Linked DNA regions of Sus scrofa: region 2 is linked to region 1. The links are chromatin contacts, called in public HiChIP or PLAC-seq maps. All regions are on one chromosome and are shown on one strand. The core of a region is the stretch at or near the end of the contact, and the rest is flanking DNA. Distances in the headings are between cores, read along the strand shown.

The links. HiChIP or PLAC-seq counts read pairs in DNA pulled down with a chosen protein or histone mark.
Region 2: a contact with region 1 is called in an H3K27ac HiChIP or PLAC-seq map of alveolar macrophages. The contact joins the promoter of CRTAP here to the promoter of CCR4 in region 1. A contact is called at or near these places in 1 of 5 promoter capture datasets (fetal liver) and 1 of 2 datasets of contacts at active chromatin or transcription factors (alveolar macrophages).

The regions. Positions count from the first base shown.
Region 1 is chr13:18,859,139-18,864,607 of Sscrofa11.1, forward strand. It overlaps CCR4 (C-C chemokine receptor type 4), which reads left to right and starts at 1,458. Exons shown (of 2, transcript XM_005658814.3): 1 at 1,458-1,783; 2 at 4,227-5,469. The coding sequence starts at 4,276. The coding sequence ends at 5,358.
Region 2 is chr13:18,990,894-18,996,324 of Sscrofa11.1, forward strand. It overlaps CRTAP (cartilage-associated protein), which reads left to right and starts at 3,478. Exons shown (of 7, transcript XM_021071557.1): 1 at 3,478-4,827. The coding sequence starts at 4,357. It overlaps LOC106508320 (a long non-coding RNA gene), which reads left to right. Exons shown (of 3, transcript XR_002338195.1): 3 at 1,862-2,055. It also overlaps the pseudogene LOC110256564.

The DNA of each region.
Region 1 (5,469 bases), core at 208-2,707:
GCTTGGTAGGTGTGTCATTTAGTAGATGATGTGGTAAAATCAGTATAGAATGAGGCTCAGAGGCTGCTGGAGGGCAGATTCATCTTGGTTCCAGCTGGGTCCATCTGGGCTTTTTTTTTCTCTTCCTATAGCTTCCTTTCTTTGTCTCTTGACCCTGTTACTTAAAAGATATATGCTAGTTCCTATCTAAGGGAGGGATTGCCAGAATTTGAGCAAGGATCTGGTGTCAGCTCTGGAAACAAAACATATTGTGGACATTTTTACTCTATGTCTCCTTCCAGAGTTCATGATAATATTAGCACTGGAAAGCACTACAGTAAGGAACTGTGTTTAACCCGCACCCAAGGCCAGCATTCCTCAAGCTTACTTGGCCACAGATCTCCATTTCTTTTTCACAAAATTTCTGTGAATCTGGCTCCACATTTCACACAGGGAAGCACTGTTCTAGCTCAAGATTCTTGACCTCCAAAACAAATCTTACTCTTTTATATATAAAGCATATATGTATGCATAAAAAGCAGATTTACAATTTATCTATGGTATTAAAATTTCATGGGAAAGTGATTAGGAAAAACTAATCTGAAGAGACCCCTTAGGAGGAGTGATAATGAAAAAAGCATTGATAAACACTACTCTACTCAGTTTTTCAGTTTTTATTCATGCAAATTCCTCAGGAAAATTGAAATTTGTGGCTCTTTTAAGCTGAACCAAAGAGCCAAGCAATTGTAGACACACAGAAGGAAATGCTGGGAGCTCACAGAAGCCAAGGATACTAGGTAGAAAAGACTTGGGACTGGTGTCAGCCCCTTTGCTACGATTGGTACACAAACCCAAAGAATCTTTCAGCCAGGATCATTGTCAGGGGAAGCTCCACTGAGTAGAAAGGGCCTGAGGCAGAAAGGGCATTGAGCCCCTGTTGTGAAGGAGGCTCAGAGCTCAGTCCTCATGGCACTTTACACCAGACTGAGGACTTGTCATTTATTGAATGTGGTTGAGTAGACCCTCCGCATCACTGTCAGATGCACACATTTGAATACATTTTTCTCTTCTCTACTCCTGACTGTCCTTATTTGGAGTAAATCTGGCCTCTCACTCTGACCTCTTCAGATCCCACTGTTTAGAGTATCTTGATTGCTGGCTACTGTACATCCATGATGGGAAAATAAATAAATAGCCCACTGATCCAGAATATAAAGATCATTTCTGCTGTACATACCCAGCTGAGATGAAAAAAATTAAGTTAAAAATCCAACAAATTTTAAAACTTTAAAAACTTTTTAGAGTTTTTTTTTAATTTGTAAATTTTTTTAATTTTAAAAAAGTTTCTCTTTTTAAAAACTTACTTCAGGGGTGTTCCCTGGTAGTCTGGTGGTTAGGACTTGGCGCTTTTGCTGCTGCAGCCCCAAGTTCAGTCCCTGGTCTAGGAACTGAGATTCCACATCAAGCCATTGGATGCTGTGGCCAAAAACAAAAAACGAATAAGAAACCTCCCCTCATTTTCCTCCCTCATCTAACAGAGGGCAAAGCTTCCTAGCTTTCTGTTTTGGGAAATGAGTGACTAAGAGTTTAACCTGAACCCAAGCTAAGAGTCACTCTTTTTCTGCTTCTTACTTCTATCAAAAAACCCCACTTGCACTCATCGTAGATGAGTGAGGGATAGAGCTGGTGCTCACAGGAAGCCACGCGCCCTTCAAAGGCACCTGTCTTTCTTAGCATCACGCTTCTTGAGCAAGCCGGGCACTGCCTCGCAGACCTTCCTTGGAGCCACTTTAAGACAAGCAAGGTAAGTGGGGGTGGGACCATTCTCAAGGTCTCAGGCCAAGTGCTGCTTGGTCCACAGGTGTCTGGACCCTGGAAGCACTGAAAGCTGCCCAGCCACGCAGCCAGCCCATCACTCGGGCAACCTGGTCATTCTGCCTGTCATTCTAGTTGGCCTCTCTCCCGCAGCTTGCTTATAACCTACCTGTGCCCACACACTCAGAGCCCTCATCTGACCGGCTCTTACACATACACAGGGCTCTCTTCTGCACACATCTGGCCTAAGCCACATGCTCGGAACACGGATAATTTTCACTCAACATAAACACTTCTCTGCTTCTTGCTTCTATCAAGACACCCCTGGTCAAGAAAGACCAGGCCACAGAATGATTTCAGACATTTAACAGCCGTGTTGACTTTTGTTTCTTTTCCTGATAATTTCCTAACTCATCAACTTCTTCTATCCCTTTCATTTGCACTAGTAAAATGGTAGAGAAAGATTAGAATTATTGTTTAACTAGAGTCCATAACATTTAACAGTTTGTTTGTTTGTTTGTTTTGGCTTTTTTCTTTTCTTTTCTCTCTCTTTTTTTTTTTTTTTTTTTTTTGGAGACCCTGTGATGCCCCAGATGTTCAGCATCCATTGCAGGAAGAAATCAAAACCTCTCCCTTGAGAAACACATAGTTTTGGTGTTTGGGTGTGTGGTGTTCAGGGTGGGACGTAGGGAGTGGAATAGATGTGAATTATCGAACAATTTGTAAAAATGATTTTAATGAGTATCAGGGAGCCATTAAGAAGAATACAAGAGGAGGTGGTCTTGAGTCAGAAAGCCTCCTCCCTGGATTGCTCTGATTCACACGTGAACATGTGAAGGTTTTAACCTCCTCATCTGCTGATTTAGATAGGAAATGAGGGTGGTGTGAGCGTGCGTGTGTGTAAGGTTAAGAAAGTTTTAACCTCAGCTGCCAGTTTGATAGGAAATGAGCATGGTTGGGGAGGTAGAGATTTTATTTCTGTCTGTGATGTGCCTTTTCTAGATTTTTGTCCCACTAATTCCCACTCTGATAAAATTCAGTGCGTAAGATGCATTTTTATATGCGATTTTGATGAAAGACCAAAATTTCCCCTCATTTTACCTAACTGAATACTGCATCCTTCCGTGGGGCCTTGAAAATACATTTGCTGTGTTAGTGTCAAGTTGGCCCACATGTGTCCCGGCTAAGACAGGACTCTGTAGTGAACATGGGGCTGGGTGTGGCGAGCTGGGGCTACCTGTGCCAGCTCTCAGGAGCTGATGGTTGAATCTTCAAGAATTCTGTGGGGTAGTTGGTGGCTTGACCTCAGCCATTGTGGGAGAATTTGCACCATGGAAACCAGCAAAAGCCATAAATCAAAGCATCCCTAGACCTGGTTTTCCAGTACATCACTGGGACTTGGGGCCTGAGGAACAAGTTCTCTCCATAGCTGTGTGGTCTCCGGAAGGCATTTAACCTCTCTGAATCTTTCATGAGTTATCTACACCATAGCTCAGTATGCTTATTTGGCTTAGATAGCAGATTTTTGTTGGAGGGGGCATGGGAACAGGGGCATAAGACTAGTGAATATGCTTTGAAATCTAAAGTGCAAAGCAGGCAGGAGGAATTAGAATTTTGTTTTGTTTTGCTTTTTTGCTTTTTAGGGCTGAACCCATGGCACATGGAGGTTCCCAGGCTAGGGGTCAAATCAGAGTTGTAGCTGCTGGCCTACACTACAGCCACAGCAACTCTGATCCGAGCCGTGTCTGCGACCTACACCACAGCTCACGACAACACTAGATCTTTAACCTACTGAGCGAGGCCAGGGATGGAACCCTCAATGTTGTGGTTCCTAGTCGGATTGGTTTCTGCTGAGCCATGACAGGAACTCCTAGAATTTTTATATAAAGGCAAAAGGCCAATCTGGTTCCCTTCTAGCCTGATGATTTAACTAAGTATCACTGAATTTTTGTCATTACAACCTGAAGGGGAAACATACATAGATTTTTTTTATCTTTTATTTTTTTATTTTTTGCTTTCATGTCAGAAGGGCCCTGGGAGCAGTACTCTTGGGGATGTCAGCTTGTCTTGTCATCCCTGCAAGTGATTTCAGTAATGCCAGACTATCTCTCAGAAATACATCCTTGAAAAATTCCTCCTTGAAAAGGAGGTTTTTCTACCCCTACTTGCCCATGAGAGAACTGGAGCTCCTGGAGAGGGGTAGGAAAATTGGTAGAGCTGGAATTTGGAATCTGTCTGACTCCAAAGGGCAGAATTATTTTGCTTGGCTGCACTGCCCTTCAATTCAAGAAACTGAGCCCTTCAGTGTGGGAAGGTTGGGAAGAGTGTAGGCTTATCCAGGGCAAAATACAAAGCAGCTGTGCTCTGCACTCAGCACTGGTTTGATTTGCTTGTGTTCTTACAGAAATCTTGTTGGCTCTTCCCTCTTTAAGTTCTTCTGGTTGGGCTCAGACCTGCCTTGAGGAGCCTGTAAATCTGAAAATGAACCCCACAGATATAGCAGACACCACCCTGGATGAAAGCATCTATAGCAATTATTATCTGTTTGAAAGCATCCCCAAGCCTTGCACCAAGGAAGGCATCAAGGCATTTGGGGGGCTCTTCCTGCCTCCCCTCTACTCCTTGGTCTTCCTCTTTGGTCTGTTTGGAAATTCTGTGGTGGTTCTGGTCCTGTTCAAGTACAAGCGGCTCAAGTCCATGACCGACGTGTACCTGCTCAACCTTGCCATCTCAGACCTGCTCTTCGTGCTCTCACTCCCTTTCTGGGGCTACTATGCCGCAGACCAGTGGGTGTTTGGGTTAGGCCTCTGCAAGCTGGTTTCCTGGATGTACCTGGTGGGCTTCTACAGTGGCATCTTCTTCATCATGCTCATGAGCATCGATAGGTACCTGGCCATTGTGCACGCGGTCTTCTCCCTGAGAGCAAGGACCTTGACTTATGGGGTCATCACCAGCCTGGCCACGTGGTCGGTGGCTGTGTTCGCTTCACTTCCAGGGCTTTTGTTCAGCACTTGCTATACTGAGCGCAACCATACCTACTGCAAAACCAAGTATTCTTTCAACTCCACAAGATGGAAGGTTCTGAGCTCCCTTGAGATCAACATTCTAGGGCTTGTGATCCCCTTGGGGATCATGCTCTTCTGCTACTCCATGATCATCAGGACCCTGCAGCACTGCAAAAACGAGAAGAAGAACAAGGCAGTGAAGATGATCTTTGCCGTGGTGGTCCTCTTCCTGGGCTTCTGGACCCCTTACAATGTGGTGCTCTTCCTGGAGACCCTGGTGGAGCTCGAGGTCCTGCAGGACTGCACCTTTGAAAGACACCTGGACTACGCCATTCAGGCTACAGAGACCCTGGCTTTTGTTCACTGCTGCCTTAATCCAGTCATCTACTTCTTCCTGGGGGAGAAATTTCGCAAGTACATTGTACAGCTCTTCAAAACTTGCCGGGGCACTTTGGTGCCCTGCCAGTACTGTAGGCTCCTGCCAATCTACTTCCCTGAAACCCCCAGCTCGTCTTACACGCAGTCCACTGTGGACCACGATCTCCACGATGCTCTGTAAAAAAAAACAAAAAATGCACAAACAAGGTTAATAAGCTTCCCAAATTAAGAGCTTACTTAAAATGTTATTGTAGTAAGAGTTTCCTGAATGAGTGCCAGGAAGAAGAAGAAT
Region 2 (5,431 bases), core at 2,228-4,727, 130 kb after region 1:
GCTATGCCAACAATCATATTAATAACCAAAAATACCTCCATGACTTTGCTTGGGTGGCCCTTTAAGGGTGAACTCTAGGTCACAACACAGTTAACTGTCAGTTCAGCTACACCAAGGTTTCTGAAGACAAGGGCTTCTCCACCCAAGCAGGTTGTAAATTTTGAATGGAACCTGGCATCACCCTGAAGGTATTCTAACTTCACACTGTTGGGGTAGTTTACCAAAATGCTTCAGAATAGACTAACTTTACACAGCACATTTAAAAAAAGACACATTTATTCAGCATCATGATCAGACTATTACATTTAGCAATCAACAGCATGGGTGCAAAAAAAAAAAAATCTACATTAAAACCCTTTTTTGGAATGCTTTACACTTTCCACAGAACAGAAACTAAAATAGCCTATTATACAATTAGTCACAAATACAGTCCTCGGAGTTTCTTTGCCCATACACATGAGTATTTTTTAAAACATGTCTTTGTCGCAGCTAGGCCTTGCCACCACTGTGCTTGGCTCAGTTCACAAATCTGTTGTAACCTGTAGCTTCCCTGTCACTTCTCTGGCTCTCCTCTCCTGCTAAGCTTTGTTTCCTGGCAGTGATAATTAAAACTTTCTGCCACTGCTATAGCTACTGCTGCTGCTGGAACTGTCATAGCCACTTTGGTTTCATGGTTTGGCAAAGTATTGGCCTCTACCACCATAGGGGCCAGAACTTCTGTCGCCAAAATTTCCTCCTTTCACGGGTCCAAAACTTGAAGATTGATTGTTGTAATTGCCAAAATCATTGTAGCTTCCACCACCTCCAAAATGGTTTCTGTCATTACCAAATCCATTACAGCTATCCCCGCTGATACCATATCCACCACCACGACTGCCACCAAAGCCACCTTGACCACTGAAGTTTCCCCCATGACCAAAGTTGTCTTTTCCACCAAAACCATCTCCACGACCACCACCAAAGTTTCCAGAACCACTTTGACCTTTTTGGCTGGATGAAGCACTAGCCATCTCTTGCTTGGATAGGGCTTTCCTCACTTCACAGTTGAGGCCATTCACAGTGTGGTATTTCTGAATGACAATCTTGTCTACGGAGCCGTGGTCATCAAAGGTTACAAAAGCAACAGCTCTCTTTTTGCCACTGCCTCGGTCAGTCATGATTTCAATCACTGATTTTCCCATACTGTTCAAAATACTCTCTTAGGTGATGTTCTTCAGTGTCTTCTTTAATGCCACCAACAAAAATCTTTTTCACAGTTAAGTGGGCACCAGGTCTTTGAGAATCTTCTCTTGAGATGGCCCTCTTTGGTTCTACAACTCTTCCATCCACCTTGTGTGGCCTTGCAGTCATGGCTGCATCCACCTCCTCCACAGTGGCATATGTGACAAACCTGAAGCCTCTGGAACGCTTGATGTTTGGGTTCCTCATACCACACAGTCTGTGAATGTCCCCCATTGCTCAGAATGGCTCCTCAGACTCTCATCAGTTGTTTCAAAGCTCAAACCTCCGATGAAGAGCTTCCGCAGCTGTTCGGCTCTTTGGGAGACTCTGACTTAGACATGATGGTAGTGGGGAGGAGGATATAATGATGCTTACTCAGCGGCATCCAGGGGCAGAAAGGCCTACTGTCTTGATGTACCAGTGAATTTACTCATTTGCCTATTGAAGGACATCTTGTTTGCATCCAAACTGGACAATTCTGTAAAAGGCTGTTACATTTTGGGGCAGGCTTTTGGGTGGACATATTTCAGTAAATACCAATGAGTGCTAATTGCTGGATGGTATCGCAGGGTATTTTTAGTTCGGTAAGAAACTCCAAACTGTCTTCCAAAGTGACTGTACCATCTTGTATTCCCACCAGCAATGAATGAAGAGTTCCTGTTGTTCTACATCCTCGTCAGCATTTCGTGTTGTCAGTATTTTGGATTTTGGCCCATTCTCCTAGGTGTACAGTAGGTCTCATCTTTGTTTTGGTTCGTATATTTTTATTTTTTGTTTTTATTTTTGTCTTTTGTCTTTTTCTTTTCTTTCTTTCTTTTTTTTTTTTTTTTTTTTTTTTTTGTCTTTTTGCCGTTTCTTGGGCTGCTCCCACGGCATATGGAGGTTCCCAGGCTAGGGGTCAGGTTGGAGCTGTAGCCGCCGGCCTATAGCACAGCCACAGTGACGTGGGATCTGAGTCGCGTCTGTGATCTACACCATAGCTCATGACAATGCCGGATCCTTAACCCACTGAGCAAGGCCAGGGATCGAACCCACAACCACATGGTTCCTAGTCGGATTTGTTAACCACTGCGCCACAACGGGAACTCCTGGTTTGTATATTTTTTAAAAATTTATTTTTGCTGCATATGGATATTCCCAGGCCAGAGATTAAATTGGAGCTGCAGCTTCGACCTTCATGAGCTGTGGCAGTGCTCTAAACTTAACCCACTATGCCACAGCAGGAACTGTGTATTTTTGACTGGTTTGTATTTTTAAATAGTGTCAATGACATAACAAGAAAAGCTGAAGAAAAAGTTCAGATTCCAGAACACTAAATAGAAGTAAAAACTAGAGATAATACATGATATTGGACTGCATCCTCTCCAGGGAAAAAATGTGCTATAAAAAACGTTATTAGAAAGTTGACAAAACTGGAGTTCCCATCGTGGTGCAGTGGAAACCTATCTGACTAGGAACCATGAGGTTGTGGGTTTGATCCCTGGCCTCGCTCAGCTGGTCAGGATCCGGCATTGCGGTGAGTTGTGGTGTAGGTTGCAGACGTGGCTCGGATCTAGTGTGGCTATAGCTGTGGTGCAGGCCGGCGGCTACAACTCCGATTAGACCCCTACCTAGCCTGGGAAGCTCCATGTGCCGCAGGTGTGGCCCTAAAAAGACAAAAAGACCAAAAAAAAAAAAAAAAAAAAGTTGACAAAACTGGAATAGGGAATGTAGTTTAGTTTTCTATCATTGTTTCCTGAATTTGATCATTATCTGAAGTTTTATTCTTAGGTCATACAAACTAAGATTAAGGGATAAGTGGCCCGATATATACAATCTACTCTCCAATGATTCAGGGGAAAAAAAATAAAAAGGGAAATGTGGTATAATTTAGCAATCTTTGAATGTGGATGAAGGATATGTTTTTACTATCCTAGCAACTTTTCTGTAATTTAGAATTTTTAAAGAATTTGAAAAATAGCAATGCTGCTTTAACATTCTATCCACATTTTTTTTTTAAGGGCACGCCCTCAGCATATGGAAGTTCCCAGGCTAGGGGTCCAATCAGAGCTGTAGTCACCAGCCTATGCCACAGCCACCGCAACACCAGATTCTAGCCAGATCCAAGCTGTGTCTGGGACCTACACCAGAGCTGAGGGCAACGCAGGATCCTTAACCTACTGAGCAAGGTCAGGGATGGAACCTGCATCCTCATGGATGTTAGTCGGGTTCGTTAACCGCTGAGCCACAACAGGAACTCCCCATCCACATCTTTTGGTGCACACAGGTTTCTCAAGCATATGCTTCAACTTGATTAGCTTAATAGTTTACACAGTGCCACTGATTACCTTTTTTTTTTTGTCTTCCTCGGGCCGCACCCACGGCATATGGAATTTCCCAGCCTAGGGGTTTTAATTCGAACTGTAGCCGCTGTCGTCCGCCACAGCCACAGCAACGTCAGATCCGAGTCAAGTCTGCCACCTACACCACAGCTCAAGGCAAAGCCGGATCCTTAACCGCTGAGCAAGGCCTGGGATGGAACCTCCGTCTTCATGGATTCCAGTCAGATTCCTTTCTGCTGAGCCACGACGGAAACTCCGACTTCCTCATTTTATTTATGCATTGATTTTTCTCACTGAAATGTAAGGCGTTGGCACTGCCATCAAAATGTAGCCAGTGGACCGGAAGCATCAGCCTCACCAAAGTGCAGGTTAAAACTGCAAATCCTCAGGACACCACCAGCCCCAACCCCGACTTGCTTAATCAGAAACTGTGGGGGCATAGACCAGGAATCTGTGTTTGCACAAGTCGTATAGTGATTATAAAGTCTAAGCAGGGCTGATCTAGGATCCATTATTAGGGCCGCCTCTGGGTTGCAGCCAGCCCTCTTTAAAGGAGCGTACAGTGGAGCCTGGGATCACGGGTTAGACCGTGTAAGAACCAAAGGGCAGCGCGCCTCCCCAGGACACCCTCCCCGCGCAGGCAGTTTCGCCCGGACCCCCCGACTGGGTTGGGAGGGGCGGCCGGACGGGGCGGGCCGGAGGCTGGCGTCCACGCCTTCCCAGCATTCGGCTCGCCGCGTCGTGCCGTTCTCCCGCTTCCTTTCCTTTTCGTTCCCCTCCTTCTTTCTTTCCTTCCTTCCTTCCGCCGGGAGCGATGGAGTCGGGGCGCCGGGCGGCCGCGGCACTGCTGGCGCTGCTGTGCGCTGGCTGCGCGCTGCGCTCCGGACGCGCCCAGTACGAGCGCTACAGCTTCCGCAGCTTCCCGCGGGACGAGCTGATGCCGCTCGAGTCGGCCTACCGGCACGCGCTGGACCAGTACAGCGGCGAGCACTGGGCCGAGAGCGTGGGCTACCTGGAGATTAGCCTGCGGCTGCACCGCCTGCTGCGCGACAGCGAGGCCTTCTGCCACCGCAACTGCAGCGCGGCGCCACAGCCTGAGCCCACCGCCGGCCTCGCGCGCTATCCAGAGCTGCGCCTCTTTGGGGGCCTGCTGCGCCGCGCACACTGCCTCAAACGCTGCAAGCAGGGCCTGCCAGCCTTCCGCCAGTCACAGCCCAGCCGCGAAGTACTGGCCGACTTCCAGCGCCGAGAGCCCTACAAGTTTCTGCAGTTCGCCTACTTCAAGGCAAGTCCGCCCGCCCCGCCACACCACGCCCCTTAGCTAAGGGTCCCTCCCAGGCCCAGGCTCCTCCCCTTTACCTAGGACTTGTCCCGCTCCCCTTTCTTGACACAGATCTTTCGCACCCAGCTCTGCCAAAGGACGCCTTCAAATCCTGATCGCTACATTCTTCATCTTAAATAGAGACTAGCATACTTTTCTTGAAGGGTTGTTCTGAGGCAGAGAACGTATATAGAACGTCTGGCACAGAGTTATTTGAAGACGGACCACTTTTTTTGGTAGATACCATTAAAATCCCCTTTTCTCATTGAGTGGTGCGTTTCACTAATGGGGCGGAAGAGGACGTGAGGAGCTGGCTGGTCCCTTTTAGAGAGGAGGAAATTGAGGCCAGGGAAGGGCAGGGCTCACCTCGTAGGAACGACACTTCCTTGCTCGGTGGAGCGCTGTGATTCATCGGGGCTGGTGCTCTTTCATCTAGAATGCAACACGGTTGTCTTCCTTTTTGTGGCTGCTTACAATCTCTGCGATTGCAGGCTAAAAATAGTTACAAATTGCAGTTCTCTATCCTTTAAGTCCTTGTTCTGGGGACCCACAAGTTTTAAGAATGGGT